Regions from separate parts of the Mus musculus genome. Here regions 2 and 3 are each linked to region 1. Evidence: chromatin contacts called from public Hi-C and HiChIP or PLAC-seq data. All regions are on one chromosome and are shown on one strand. Each heading gives the region's core, a stretch centred on a gene start, on an enhancer-like site or on the middle of the called end of the contact. The rest is flanking DNA. Distances are from core to core; before and after follow the strand shown. Region 1 holds the start of Kitl (kit ligand). Region 2 overlaps Poc1b (POC1 centriolar protein B). Region 3 holds the start of Dusp6 (dual specificity phosphatase 6).

Region 1 (5,074 bases), core at 1,054-3,553:
CAGGGCTTTTGTGGTTATAAATGCCTGGCTTTGAATCTTAGAAACAAGTTCTTACAGCCTACAGGTGAATCATACGGAAAATCAAATTCCCTAAAAATTCATTAGATCTCAAGGCAAACTGTAGGATAAAAATCCTCTGTACATACAATGGGTATTTGATTCTGTCTGACAAACCAAAGGCACACTGAAGGGGTTGTACACTGAAGGGGCAACAGTATCAGACAGGAGCCCTTACTTTAAGAGTTTCCAATGTGATTATAATTGGTACCATTTTAGCCTTCTTGCTTTTTCTGGTCAAAATGGTATGCTGCACCGTTTTTTTTGTTGAGGGGAAAAATCAGTGGTATGATATTTTTAGCTTTTCTTCTGGTCTCCCACACCAAAATGTAATAATCTTGTAACTGAAGGAATTACTGTTCTAGTTGGGAGCTCGCAGCACAGACTTCCCTCCACAAAGTTGCAGATGAGTGCAGCAGACAGGATATCAGCTCCAAAGTAGCCATGTCCTTCCTCGTGCTTGGCATCTGTTATATATGCTCCCTAGCACTTCCGTCAAGAATCCAGGATTCAGATTGATAAACAATTGCCTTTAAAGTGGGACATATTTTTTTCTGGATCACCAATCATCAGGTAAACCAATGCAATTTCCCAATCCCTTAGAAGTGGCACAGGGAGGCAGACCAGTAGGTAAGATTGGTCTGATAGGAGACTTAGTTCAACATTGCTGGCTTTGAAGATAAAGGTGGCTGTGAGTGTAGGAACCTGGGCAGCCTTCAAAGCTGGGAAAGGCAAGGAAATGAATTCTCTCACTCAGCCTGCGGAGAGGAATGCAGTCTTGGCAACAGCTGGTTTTCCCTCAACAATAGCCATTTTGGACTTTTGACCCTCAACAGTAAGATGAACATGTGACCATTTACAACATTTATTCTGAGTTAAATTCTCGCAGCACAAGTAGGCAACTAGCAAAGGGAGTTTGGCATATTAACTTTTTGTTTTGTTTGTTTTTTAACAATGGCAAGTGAGCTTCTCAAACCAAATTTGGAATACTCCTCTCTTATAAGAATGACTGGACAGCATACTTGTTCCAAAAAATTACTGATGGGGATTTGAGGCTAATATTTTCCTTATAAAAATAACAAAATGCCTTTTCGTTTTCCTCAATTACCTTTAAAAATATTGAAGGGCTTCGAGAAAAAGAACATTCTTATTTGGCATATTATTTTTTTTTTAGGGCAGTATGTCCAAGGTTCTGGATTTGAATCACAACTCTCGGGGTTTTTTTGGGGGGGGGAATTAACCTCTTGAGGCTATTTCTTAATCTATAACATGGAAAACACACACACACACACACACACACACACACACACATGCACGCGCGCGCACACACACACACATACTCACTCACTCACCAGGCACACACTAGGCCTATGGGCAAAAGAGATAATTTATGAATAGTTCTTGCACAACACCTACTACGTAATAAAAGATCCATCACATAATGTTATGAGATGTGTTACTATGGCCATTGTTCGCTTTCTGATTTTTACAAACTTTCCTAATCTGAAAGTGGACCTTTCAAAACCCTTTCTGTGAGAACAACCCGCAGTTAGTAAGCTATCTTTTTCTTTCAATTTTGTTTTCCAAAGGCTCTGTAGTAAACTGTTGAAAACAGCATCTCCTTTAGTACCATTTAATCCTGAGTCACTTGTTTTCTCACTAAAGTAACTGAGGAGAAACAAAAGGAAAAAGGAAAGGGAGGAAGGAAGAAGGAAGGAAAGAAAGAAGAGAAAGGAACGGAACAGAAAGGAAAAGAAAAGAAAAGAGAAAAGAAGAGAAGAGAAAAACTAGCTAAGACAATGGGATTGTAATTAAACTTTTTTGGTTGTTGGTTCTATTTCCCTGAGGCGAGGTAGGGGAAAAGAACCAAGTGAAGTCTATCCGACCACGCGGCTCCTGAGCCAGGACCCTCTCCACTGTGCGCGGTGCAACGAGGGTACCCGGACAGTGCTGGTGAGCTTGCTGCGGACTGGGGAGCCGGGCACAGGGCAGCTACTGCAGGTTGCTCAGCGGCATCCGAGACTCCCGGTGCCTCAGGGACTCTGGCCAGTACCCAGACAGGGGACGCACCAGGCTCGATCGGTCCAACCTCTGGGAAGATCCCCGCCCTTCAGCGCGCTCCCGGGTCTCCCAGCCTGGACTCGGTGCGCGGCTCTCCTCCCCGAGGCTCCGGAAGGGAAGGAGGCGTGTCCGGAGCTGGCGGGCGGGCGGGAGGGAGCTGTATAAAAAGCGCTGGCGGCGCAGCAGCCGGGGCTTCATTTGCTGTCTGTCACCGGGACCGAGAGTGCCGCGGGAAAGCAACGGCCAAGGACGGGGCGCTGCGTTCGAGCTACCCAATGCTGGGACTATCTGCAGCCGCTGCTGGTGCAATATGCTGGAGCTCCAGAACAGCTAAACGGAGTCGCCACACCGCTGCCTGGGCTGGATCGCAGCGCTGCCTTTCCTTATGAAGAAGACACAAGTGAGTAGGGCACGCCCGGGAGGAGCTCGGAAGCTTTCCAAGAAAATCGCTCCGGGAGCCCCGGGGAGCCCGGCGCGCTCTGGGACCGGCAACCAGGCCATGTGGGGCTGCGCCCTCCCGGTGAGCCAGGAGGGTGTGGGAGAGACAGGCGTGGTGTGAGAGCCCGAGCCGCCGCCCCAGGGGTGAGCCCGGGAGCTGGGGAGAGCCAGGGCTGAGAGTGAGCCTGTGGCAAGTTTGCAGCCGCAGCTGCGAAGTTTGAAGCTGTCAGTGGCAAACCGCCGATGCAGGCTACGCTTCCTCCGCCTGGGTGTTGGAGTTATCACCGGGAAGGCTTGGGTTTCTTATTTAATTTTTTAATTTTTTTGGACCGGAGGTCTTTCCCCGTGGATTCGGGGAGATTATGAAACAGCTTCCCACGCGCCACCCTCGCTCGCTCTCGCAGGCAGATTTATCTGTGCAGTCCCCAGGTGGGCGCGGGACGCGGTGCGGACGCGGGCTCAGCCGCTGGAGCGAAGCCAACCCAGAGCTCCTAGGCGGCAGCGCCAGGCGGGGTGCAGAACCTGCCCGGCAGGCGGGGAAAACTTGGCAGCCTGCGGTGTCGGCCGGGTTCACAGCTCTGGGTGGGCCCTCCAGAAAGCTCTAGATGGAGTAGTAGTACTTCCACACTGCATGACAAGACAACCTCTCCCATTACAGAACAGCAAAAGTTCTTTTCTTCTTCTTCTTCTTCTTCTTCTTCTTCTTCTTCTTCTTCTTCTTCTTCTTCTTCTTCTTCTTCTTCTTCTTCTTCTTCTTCTTCTTCTTCTTCTTCTACTCCTCCTCCTCCTCCTCCTCCTCCCTCTTCTTCTTCCTACTTCTCCTTTTTTTTTTAATGTGCACCTCCTAAAGATAGTTATTGAGATAATGCCCAGGGTCTCTAAATTGCGCTTTATGCATAAAACATAGCCCGGGGGTACAATTATGTCTTTTCTTCGTTGACGGGGGAGGGTGTATGTGTGGAAAGAGCCACTGTAGTAATTCTTTCTCCTCTATAGTTCTTTCTACCCTCTACCCTCGCGGTTGCTACCTCTTCATGGTTCTTCCTTTCTGAAGTGTTCTGTCTGCAGCAGGTTGGGTAAAGCTGTTCTTTCAGGTGCCCTGCTCCCTCCATTCTATAGGTGATGTAAATTTCTGAAATGTATGGAAGGGGATGGGATGGGAGGTTTTGTGCTCATTTTCAGCATTGATGAAGGCATCAGTGTGTTGGAGGTAATTTATTAAATTACTCATAGGACGTCTTATTTTAAATAGCTATCTAGGCTGGGATACCGACCCATGAGGAAACAGCAAGAATAAAGCACCTTTTCCTGGCTTGGAAACAGATAGGGGGAGGGAGCATGGCCTGGCATCCTGGAGGTGTTCTGCTTAGAGCAGCTGCCCTGAGTCAGGCTCAGGAGAAAGGGAAGGCAGGTATCTGGCCCTGCGTGCAGGTTAGTTTTACCCCAAAGCATCACACCTCAAATCCCTGCTCTTGAAATGAGGATGTTAAGGGTTTCTGCAACAAAGAAAAGTTTCGCCGTGATTGCTTGGTGTGTACATGCCTTCTGCTTGGTGGAATAATAAACAAGGGTGGGGTACCTATTCCTTTTTTTAAAAGTAGCATCCGCTCACATGAATAATGGTGGCGGCTCTGAGTGCAGCAGCCTCTGGTACAGGAAGAGAGTCCAACCAAGTCTTCTTATTTAAACAAGAAAACAGGAGACGGACAAGGTTAATGTCCAACACGCCAAAGCAGAGAGCAGTTGAGAGTCAGTAGGATTGATGATCCCTGCGCCCTCTTTGCAAAACGAGCGCGAGCCCTGTAATCTCTTTTCCCGCTTTGATTAAATGGCTGTGTAAATAGGATTACATGGAATAATTCCATTGAAAACTAGAAAGAGGTCGATCTAGCCCGAAACACTGTGGAGGTGGCAGCAGTAGTGACTCAGTGCTGCCGACCAGAGATATTTGAGACAGTTAAGTATTTTAGAAATGTGACCTGTTTGGACCAAGTTAAAGTGCAGGCCCTTTGGGGGGGGGCATGCTGCTGATAAAGGGTTTGTAGGCAAAAAGAGGGCAGTGCTCTTATTGAATGGAGGCATTCATTGTGTGGAATCTAATGACCTTCAAGGTTTCCTTTAAGGCTACTTCTAGAAATTCACATTCTTGTCCCTGAAAAAGAAGACACTGGAAAGAGCTCAAAAAAATCAATAAAATAACCCATTGCAGTGAGGGAGGGGGTTACATTCTCTTTCCTATGGTCAAATCTCCTAATCCAAGAGATGCAAAGAAAATTTCTGGGCCACTCTGAATGTGTAGAGAGAGAATAGTGTAAGGGAACTGGACACAAGCAAGATCCAGACTTCTTTGCTTTTAAAATCTGATGTTATCTCTGCCTGAGAGGAGAATCTATTGTTACAAAATAGTCTACTGTAAATATGGGATCAATACCAACTTCCCTTATAACCCCCACCCCCGTTCAATATGCTTTTCATTACCCAGTAAATACAAAATAATGAAATGTTAATATTTTAAGGG
Region 2 (5,074 bases), core at 774-3,273, 850 kb before region 1:
GGAGGTGCTCATCGACCCAGGAACTCGTTCCCCTTTCCCTGCAATTTTACTGCATACGTATTTTCAAATCTATAATTAAATACTCTCTAGCTTTGAATGGTCAGAAAGTCTTGGTAAATGGGGTTGTGTTGAGTTTGTTTTCCTGTAACTTGCCTTTTTATTTCGTATAAAAACCCTGAGAGGGCTGGTGAGATGGCTTAGTGGTTAAGAGCACCGACTGCTCTTCCGAAGGTCCCGAGTTCAAATCCCAGCAACCACATGGTGGCTCACAACCATCCATAACGAAATCTGATGCCCTCTTCTGGAGTATCTGAGGAAAGCTACAGTGTACTTACATATAATAAATAAATAAATCTTTAAAAAAAAAACCCTGAGATGTTTATATAACGTGAACTGACACATTTATATGTGTACGGAGCCTTGTGTCTCAGTGGCTTTACCTCGCAGGCAGTCTCTACAGTTACAAAGGGCCGTGCGCGCTGCTGACAGTATGGAGCACTCCTGTGTTAGCAATGGTGCTTCTTGCCATTTTCACTGCTGCAGAGAACCTCTGACGGTTTCACTTCTGAGATTTGTTTTTCCATGGGATTTCTGTTGTCTACATTTCCGTGTATAAGCTTGCGTACAGATATTAGATATTCTGCTTTTCCGGTATTCGACCTCATAATGATCCTCACAGTGACACAGCTCTCCCACAGCATCCGTGATCGATCACAGACGCATCCCCCTTGCTTGCAGCTTTTGCTTTTCCGGGTTTTCAGATGCTGTTCTCCACCTCTGGTTGGAATAATAACCGTAAATTTTTTGTTCTTGCTGGTTTTACCGTTTGATCATCACGTTTGGGTTCTACATATCTCCTGCCGACCCTTGCTAGCCGGGATCCGTGGACCTAGCCAGTTCTTAAAACGGTCCATCATCCTTGTCTATAGACAGATGCCATTGAATCTTATGGTGTTTGTTTCCCACCCACGCCTTGCTCTTCTTCCAAACCATCCACAGTACAACTTTCTGTTTACTTGAAACTTTCGAGTCAATGAAGTCTTAGTCTTTCCCATGAATTCCTGGTGGGTTTTCTTCAGTACTTTCGAAACTGTCCGTATTTTAACGTCATGTTAAAATCCACTTGGGTCTGTGTGTTGAGTGGGGCTGGCAGTGCTCTTTGGTTCTCTTGGTGAGGCTGAGGGCTCAGAAGTAGGTCCTGTTTAGCTCTCCATTGGTAGTCACTGAGTTTTTAAATGAAACTTTATCATTTCCTCTCTGATTCATACATCTTAACATTGTATTTCTTTTTCTTGTTTTAATGTACTGGCTAGGATATTTTCTGCATCTCTTGAGGTGGGTCTTTCTATTTTAATATTCCTCTGTAGGTGAATTGCATTGCTTTTAGAATGTGAAAATGGCCATTTCCTGCTTAACTGCAACATTGTCGATAGTGTGTACATTGGTAGGCTTAGTGAAACCATATTTTGCCAGTATCTGTGCCTTATCCATGAGTATATGCTTTATTTTTAGAATAGATTATAAATACTTCTCTTTTTTTAGTATTGGTCCTTATGACAGAGGATGTCCCGTTGACTTATTCATGTGTGCACACAGATTAATCCCAAGCGTGAGGTGATGGATTTGCAGAGCTCGTCTCCCCCCGTGGTGGATGTCCTTTCTTTCGATTCAACCACAGTAAGTAGTCTTTCTCTAACTTAAGCGGTGCTGCACCATTTGTCACAGTCTATTTCCTTACAAAGTGAAAGAATCGGGGATAAAGCGTGAGCTCGGTGGCCTAACCTTTCAGCACAGCAAGGCTGTATACAAAGTCATTTCTACGTTTCTAAAATACCACCAGGGGGAGCAGCAGCCATTTCCAGAACAGTTTTACCTTGGAATATCTTAAACTCAGTCGAACTCACCCTCCCTGTACCCCTGCCCCCCTTGTTTCCTGCTCACTTCCCCCCGCCCCCCTATTTCCTGCCCCCCCTGTCCCCTACCTCCTGCCTACCCTGTTCCCTGCTCCCTTCTCCCCCATCCTCTGCCCCCTATCCCCTGCTCCCTGTCCTGGGGTACTACCCTGCTGTCATAGAGAAGACTGTACTGCCCTAAAAATGGCAGTTCCTCTGCTTTGTTTATGTTACTCTCTTGATGGATTACCCAGAAATAAAGTATCTCTACTACTTACAATTTTGTTTATAAAAATGATCCGTATATGTTGCGCATCTGAAGGTTTCAGAGACAGTTTGAGCCATCTACCTTCTGTGTCTGCCCTCTCTTCTACACAAATCACAGTAACGCTGCTGATTAGCACAAGCCCTGCTCTGAGAGCAGGAAGAACAGTGTTGCCTGTGACCACACTGACACCACGCTGTCCATTTAGTTCAGTATTGTGGGTAAAATTTTAAAGAAACACAGCCTGACATATAGACTCAAGTAGATGCCAAGAAGCAAATCTAGCGCAAAGGAGTTCTGCCTGTCCCCAGGAAGCACTGCAGTCCTGCAGCTATGAAGGGTCCTCTCAGAGTTAGTGCCAGTGAGAATGTTCTTCTCTGAGAAGACGCAGCAGCGAGAGCCACATAGCAGCAAGCAGGCCCTCACTGTGAAGGGAAGGCACGAGTCTGTGGTGGAGCTGATCTGGGCACTTACCGTGCTCACATCCACAAACCCTCAGCATTTCTGCACGAATGAGTGACTTGTCCAATTAAATTTATCTAAACATTAGCTAGCTAGCTAAAACTTGGCACAGTGCTCTCCCTATAGTTAGTCTTCAATGAACTTGACACACCCCATGCCTCTGACCCCATATGTCCCAGTGAGCTGACTTTGTATTCTGTAGATAAGGTAGCTTGGGAAGTCACCAGCAGGCTCGACTTTAGTGCTCCTGACTTAGAAACTGTCTCAGAGTTTTCCTTCTCTTTTTGAGACTCACTCCCCCTGCCGGTACCCTTTAAGCTTTGCAAAGACTCCTGACTTGGGGCTAGAGAGGTGGCTCATCAGTTAAGAGCACTGGCTACTTTTCCAGAGGTCCTGAGTTCAATTCCCAGCAACCACATGGTGGCTCACAACCATCTGTAATGGGATTGATGCCCTCTTCTGGTGTGTCTGAAGAGAGCAACAGTGTACTCATATTTTAAAAACAAAAAACAAAGAAACCAAGTTTGCTCTGAAGGTGGGCCTGTCACCAGCTAGAGCAAAAGGGTACTTATCCCTTGACGGTAACCCAGAAGAACCAGAATCAGCTAGTTTATGTGGTATTTGTGGGACTGTGATGAAGGAGTGTCATCCACAAGAGGGGAGCACTAAGTAGAACAGTCAGTCATCCACAAGAGGGGAGCACTAGCCTGAGTAATGTGAAGCTGCCTTTATGTAACAAAGCCAGTCGAACACCAGTGACTTCACTTTAGAGTAGCAAAGCCAAACATCGTGGCACATTCTAATTTAGAGTTCAGGAGTCAGGGGCAGGAGGGTTTTGAGTTTGAGGCTAGCATGAATTATATAGTAAGACTATGAAAGGCAAAGGGCTGGGAGTGTGTGCCTGTAGCAGTTTGGCTAGCACATAGAAGCTACACTAAGGTGAGTCTTAGCTATCCTCTAATGTCTCACTATAGAGGAGAAATTAAGGCATACAAAGTAACTGTTGGTATCTTTGTGGCTTGTACTTCTGTCTCTAATGCCTGACAGAAATTTTGATATAATATTTGGATACCAAAATCAGTTGTAAGCTGGGCATGGTGGCACACGCCTTTAATCCCAGCACTTGGGAGGCAGAGGCAGGTGGATTTCTGAGTTCGAGACCAGCCTGGTCTACAAAGTGAGTTCCAGGACAGCCAGGGCTATACAGAGAAACCCTGTCTCGAAAAAAACAAACCAAACAAACAAACAAACAAACAAAAAATCAGTTGTTACCAGTCTATATTTTTAAACCTTGGTTGTACCACCCCCAAATAATTCTCTGCAAAAGTATTGGCTATCATGTAGTCATGGTTTTAGAATGTTTATCGCCTCAAAATCTTTATTTTGGTTATAATCAAGTCACATATATAGGGTTGGGTTTTTTGTTTTTTGTTTACTTGGTTGGTTTTTTTGTTTGTTTGTTTGTTTTTTGGCTTTTTAAAGACTCTTTTCTTTAGGATTCTGGTTTGACTCTTAATATTTTCATAGAAATAGACCATGGTTCTGCCATCAGACTTTGAATCAGAGATGGCTAGAATATAGCTCAGCAGTTGAGGTTTGGCTAGCATGCTTGAAAGAAACCCTGAGTTCCATTGCTAACATGCACATTTATACATAGGCTTTTAGCATTTGCCACCTATGATGTGGCTACACAGGGTGGGGTATTTCAGATTCTCTTTGCCACTCTCCTCAAATAGGAATATAATTGAAGGAGTTTGTTGCGACTAAAGAGATGACACTGTAGATAAAGTGTACCGTGTGAACAGGAGGATCTTAATTCCCAAAAACTGTATATAAAGCTGGGTTTGGTGGGGAGAGCCAGTAATCCAAGCTGAGGAGAGCCCAGATATGAGGGTTCACTGACCAGACGATCTTGCCGGCTTAGCAAGTTCCAGGCTAGTCAGAGACCTAATCTCAAAAAACAAAGTGGATGGCTTCCCAGAATGACACCTGAATTCAACCTCTGGTTTCTACATTTACCTACATACTGCCAACTACAGGCATATACACCCCACCCCCACCACACCACACCACACCCACACACACACACAAAGAAACCTGTTACCTTCAGGTAAATTGTAGTCTTAAAGTTTTTTGACGGTTTGGGGTTTTTGTTATTGTTGTTGTTTGGGGGGTTTTGGTTTTGTTTTGTCTTTTGAGACAGGGCTTTTCTGTATAGCCCTGGCTGCCCTGGAACTCTCTCTGTAGTCCAGGCTGGCCTATAGCTCAGAAATCCCTCTGCCTCTGCCTCATAAGTGCTGGGATTAAAGGTGTGCGCCACCACCCACAACTTAGCCTACTGTATTCATTTTATTATTTGTCCTAAAAGTAGATGAAGAAACTGAAGTCAGAACTCTCACCGTCGTTCTGTGGATTGCTAAAACACTGGATTCCTTATCTCAATCCTGAGCACAAT
Region 3 (5,074 bases), core at 882-3,381, 750 kb before region 1:
CTCTTCTGTTTGGAGGTTGAGGCTTGTCCTTCACGTTTCCGCGGAGCACCCCACTTCCCTCCTCCTAACCATTGGTCCCACAGACTGAAATGTCTCAGGGTGGGAAAACCTGTAACAGATGGGGAAGGATCTGGGGGCGTCAGCTGCAGCACAGGCCTACCCCAGCGGGAGTTGGAAGCTAGCCAATGAAATATGGGCGTTTTGTTCCCAGTGCTGCCCAAAAAAGGCGCGGAGAGAGGTTGGAGGCAACCCCCATTTTCATCAAAACGCTCCTTCTGGGGCGCCTGCCTGCGGGAGGGCTCCAAAATTGGCTACTTGGACCTCCAAGTCGCCCTGTTTTAGCCCACATTTCCCAAACCCCGGAAGAGGCGGGTGATTAAAAATGCAAATTGCTTTGCGGGCGACAGTAGGTAGGACCCGGCTGCGAGGCGCTGGGCTGGGGAGATCCCGTGACCTTAGACGCCCTCCGCGCCCCGGATTCGGGAAGGGCCGCAGCCGGCGCTTCCGCCTCCCGGTCGCGGCCGGACAAAGCCCAGCTCCTTTCCCTGGGACCCGAGGGGCTGACCGGATCGGGACGCGCGCCTTCCGCAGGGCCCGCCGTCGCCGCACACAGGTGGTTTTCCGTCCGGGAGGGGCGGCCTCTGCACTTTTATATAACAATAGAACCGAGCGCGCCGGGGATGCGCTCTTGTCGCCGTCGCGGCCCCCGCCGGCCACGCCTCCATCCGGCTCCGGTGCCGCCTCCGTCCTGAGTTGCCTGCGGGTGGTGCCCATGAGACTTCCCAACCCTAACTCTGGAACCATGGGGTCCAGACAGGGACACCTCTGGCTCCTTTTCCGCTCCAGGTCTCTCACTAGGCGACGGTTCCGCGACGGCCTTACAAGCGATCACGGGGTCGTCGCGTGTCCTGCCCCCCCCCCCCCATCCCCCAGAGCAGCAATGCTGCGGCCAAAGCGCAGCGCGCAAGCGCGTTTGGAGCTGCTAGCGTGCTCCTTGCGGGGCCCGGGGACCGCTGCAGCCTAGAAAGGATAGGGGACCGGCCTCTGTCCACAACCGCCACTGTTTACGCTTGAGTTCCCGCAGGCTTGCAGGTCTCCGGGGTGCAGGAAACGTTGGTGAGGCCTGTCGTCCCAGGCACCTAACCTAGGCTGCCTTGCCAGACCGGTTCCTCTTAGAAACCAAACTCTGCTCTTGGCTCCAGATCGTTAAAGGAGCTCGACTCCCCAGGCTCGATGGGTGACCGGTGATGGTGGTGGGGAGCAAGATCTCCGGAACAATGGCTCAGAATGCCCCCACTTCACCGGAGCAGAAGAAAAGTGCAGGGATAGCTGACAAGGTTTTGGGTGCTTACACCACCCGCCCCCCCCCCTCCGCTGCCGCCAAGAAAGTTGAGAAAGCCCGGGGTTGGGGCGCTTCTGGTTTTCTGGACAACCAAACGCTTGTTTGCTTAGTTGCTTTAAAATGTTTCAACAAAACACTAGTTTGTTTCTAGAGATGTTGGATTAGCATTTAACACTTCGTTGGGTCGCTAAAGCCCAGGCAGTCCACCAGTCCCAACACAGCCTCGCCTAAAAGGACATTAGAACAAACAGAACTAGACTTTTAAAAGAGCCAAACAAATGCCACACACGATCTAAAGGAGGACCGGGTTGGGGGTGGGGGAGCAGGGGCGGCGCTATGGCGGGCTTGGATCTAGCGTTAAAGAGAATTAAAAAGGGGGAAAACCCCTCAAGTTTTATTAAGGCTAACTTAAGATTGTAAGCGTCGCGAATAAGGGCTTTTGTGCTTGCTAATTGCACTACTGGTGCGCAAGAGTTAGACGCGAAGTGTGAACTCTAAACAGAAGGAAACACGAGACAACTTTAGTGCCCTGGTTTATGTGCCCTGCTCCTCCTCCACCGCCGCCTCCTCTTCTTTCTCCTTCCTCCCGCCGAGCCCGCAGTTGCAGCTTGTTTGCACTGGGGCTTATCCGGAGCGGAAATTCCTTTCCGTTTTTGTGAATGACAAACTCATTAACAATTCATCAACACAACCTGTTCCAGCCGGCCCGTCCCCACGGCAACAGCCCCTTCCGCAGCGCGCTCATTGGCTGACCGAGAGAATGTATCCATTGAGACGCTGGCTGTTTGTATCCATTGAGGAGCTGCCTCGCACAGGGGGTGTGCTCTCGCGGAGTCCTAGGGACTGTGAGCAAACCCAGTCTTGAATAATCCGGCGAGAAACACCGGGTTGGATCCGAGGTGCAGCCTCAGAGGGAAGGATTAAGAGCCGCTAGACTTTTTTTCTTTTCCCTTTTTCTCCTCTCAGTGGCACGGAGTCCGAATTAATTGGATTTCATTCACTGGGTAGGAACAAAACTGGGCACCTTCATTCAGAGAGAGAGATTCATTGACTCGGAGAGTGATCTGGTGCAGAGGGACCACCGACTTGACTTCTGTGTCGCTTTCCCTAACCGCTAGCCTCGGCTTGGGAAAGGCGAGGCGGAATCAAACCCCGCTCCGAGAGCGGGAGCTTCGCGCAGCGTGCTCGGCCTATGCCTGCCTCGAGGGGCGTCTGCTAGGCACCCCGCCTTCTCCTGCAGCTCGACCCCCATGATAGATACGCTCAGACCCGTGCCCTTCGCGTCGGAAATGGCGATCTGCAAGACGGTGTCGTGGCTCAACGAGCAGCTGGAGCTGGGCAACGAACGGCTTCTGCTGATGGACTGCCGACCACAGGAGCTGTACGAGTCGTCACACATCGAATCTGCCATTAATGTGGCCATCCCCGGCATCATGCTGCGGCGTCTGCAGAAGGGCAACCTGCCCGTGCGTGCGCTCTTCACGCGCTGCGAGGACCGGGACCGCTTTACCAGGCGCTGCGGCACCGACACCGTGGTGCTGTACGACGAGAATAGCAGCGACTGGAATGAGAACACTGGTGGAGAGTCGGTCCTCGGGCTGCTGCTCAAGAAACTCAAAGACGAGGGCTGCCGGGCGTTCTACCTGGAAGGTATGTTGTGCGCCCCGGGTGCAGGGCTCCGGGCTGGGACTGCAGGCTGGGGAAAATGTTAGCGAGGTAGCGATCGCCGCTTGCATTGCGCTTAGGGGAGCTAGCTGGGCCACCGTGGTAGCTTCTCCTTCAAGGGTTAATCAGGCACCTTTCTTTGGGTAGGTGTAGGATTAAGGTTCACAAGAGCTGGAAACGTAGTTCAGGGTGCAGCTTGGCACCTCGCAGCTCCTCGAAATATTAAGAAAAGTAATCTTGTGCATTTCCAGATTCAGGAGAATAAGTGTTCCCAGGGTAAGCAGCGGGTAGTGTTCCTAAAGGTGCGCATTGAAGCGTGCTTCTACCACTGCCGGGGGTTCCTAGGGTGCCTGTCCATAGTGTTCTTTGTGCTTCTCACTAGCTGTAAATTACTACAGCTTCTCCGGTTACAAGATTGCTTTTCTTGTTTCTGGCAGGTGGCTTCAGTAAGTTCCAGGCCGAGTTCGCCCTGCACTGCGAGACCAATCTAGACGGCTCGTGCAGCAGCAGTTCCCCGCCTTTGCCAGTGCTGGGGCTCGGGGGCCTGCGGATCAGCTCGGACTCTTCCTCGGACATTGAGTCTGACCTTGACCGAGACCCCAATAGTGCAACGGACTCTGATGGCAGCCCGCTGTCCAACAGCCAGCCTTCCTTCCCGGTGGAGATTTTGCCCTTCCTTTACCTGGGCTGTGCCAAGGACTCGACCAACTTGGACGTGTTGGAAGAGTTTGGCATCAAGTACATCTTGAATGTCACCCCCAATTTGCCCAATCTGTTTGAGAATGCGGGCGAGTTCAAATACAAGCAAATTCCTATCTCGGATCACTGGAGCCAAAACCTGTCCCAGTTTTTCCCTGAGGCCATTTCTTTCATAGGTGAGACTAATTTACAGTCATTCATAGAGTTGAAGATCTTAATCTGTTTTCCTGCAGGCTGTTTTGCTGGACTGCAGGTCTTCTACTGTCTTTAAGAGTGTTAATTCTTGTTTACCTTCTTGCTTAAAGGGAAAACAGGGCCCGTTGACGTAGCAGATCGGGGGACTATTTGAGCCATTTAATTCATACTTTTAAAAGGAGGCTGTTCCAATCAGCCATGTTTTCCTTATCTCTAGACGACAGGATGTGAGAGGAGAGTGAGTTAAAAGCACTCACTTGCAGACAAGAATTCTAGTATTGCATTATAATTAAAAAAATATATCTAGGAGTTATTTTAGGACACCCAAGTTAGTTGTTGGAAAGCAGTTTGAATACTAGCTGTTACCTAGCTGAGTGATACTGCAGGGTACTGGTTACTGTGAGCCTCTGGGTAACCTGATCCCCCGCAGGAAGGACTGTGGGCTGAGAGCCTAAGAGAAGCGAAGCTCCAGGCATTGTAGTGCATTTCCTATTACAAAGGAACTCATTTTCAGGCCATGTAGACATCCTGTTCCTTCTAATGGGCTGTCCCCTGTGACTTCCCTCTCTCTTTTAAAATGCCTGAATACCCCCATTGTTAGCTGCACAACAGTTGGGAGAATAATTTAATAGACCCTTGCAGTCTGCTTGGTCTGTATGAGAGGCATTCAGGACCGGATTGCAGGGTTTCTGGTATTCACAAGTTGAGGCAAGGAATGTACACACATTAAGGAGTTTTTTTGTTGTTAGAAACTTACTACAAAAGCTCCCTTTACAGGAAATAATCTGAAATATGTGATTGTGTTCAGTGTGCATGTTTATCTCCCGTTATACATTTTCTGGTGCCTTCGGGGGCTTAGTTGCCACATATAATTGTTGTTTACTATTCCTTCTGAATTCAGACTTCAGGCTAAGCATTTTGCAAAGGCTTGGTTCCTTTTTTTTTTTCCAGTCTAGTGAACTCTTGCCTTTTTTTGTGTGTGTTCCCGCAGATGAAGCCCGAGGCAAAAACTGTGGTGTCCTGGTGCATTGCTTGGCAGGTATCAGCCGCTCTGTCACCGTGACAGTGGCGTACCTCATGCAGAAGCTCAACCTGTCCATGAACGATGCTTACGACATTGTTAAGATGAAGAAGTCCAACATCTCCCCCAACTTCAACTTCATGGGCCAGCTG

Evidence for each region. Hi-C and Micro-C count contacts between places; a contact is called where the count stands out from the background. HiChIP or PLAC-seq counts read pairs in DNA pulled down with a chosen protein or histone mark.
Region 2: a Hi-C map of cerebral cortex shows a contact between it and region 1, with 3 times the contacts expected there. The contact joins the enhancer-like site here to the promoter of Kitl in region 1. A contact is called at or near these places in 5 of 39 promoter capture datasets (the 3T3-L1 cell line, cranial neural crest, hippocampal neurons and 1 more), 2 of 484 Hi-C or Micro-C datasets (cerebral cortex and ventral hippocampal neurons), 3 of 115 datasets of contacts at active chromatin or transcription factors (astrocytes, embryonic forebrain and forebrain) and 1 of 9 other capture datasets (adipose tissue).
Region 3: a contact with region 1 is called in an H3K4me3 HiChIP or PLAC-seq map of embryonic stem cells, with 13 read pairs. The contact joins the promoter of Dusp6 here to the promoter of Kitl in region 1. A contact is called at or near these places in 2 of 484 Hi-C or Micro-C datasets (cerebral cortex and group 2 innate lymphoid cells), 3 of 115 datasets of contacts at active chromatin or transcription factors (astrocytes and embryonic stem cells) and 1 of 9 other capture datasets (adipose tissue).

Annotation. Positions count from the first base shown.
Region 1 is chr10:100,013,518-100,018,591 of GRCm38.p6, forward strand. It overlaps Kitl (kit ligand), which reads left to right and starts at 2,304. Exons shown (of 10, transcript NM_013598.3): 1 at 2,304-2,518. The coding sequence starts at 2,504.
Region 2 is chr10:99,163,273-99,168,346 of GRCm38.p6, forward strand. Poc1b (POC1 centriolar protein B) reads left to right here. Exons shown (of 12, transcript NM_027740.7): 10 at 1,597-1,677. Among named protein-coding and RNA genes, the nearest start is that of Galnt4, 58 kb to the left of the region's middle. Within about 2 kb of position 2,024, at least 46 of the 459 cell types and tissues checked have an H3K27ac peak or open chromatin away from gene starts, as enhancers often do. A contact at or near this core is called in cerebral cortex and forebrain, where this site is marked.
Region 3 is chr10:99,261,100-99,266,173 of GRCm38.p6, forward strand. Dusp6 (dual specificity phosphatase 6) reads left to right here and starts at 2,132. Exons shown (of 3, transcript NM_026268.3): 1 at 2,132-2,992; 2 at 3,445-3,882; 3 at 4,893-5,074. The coding sequence starts at 2,593.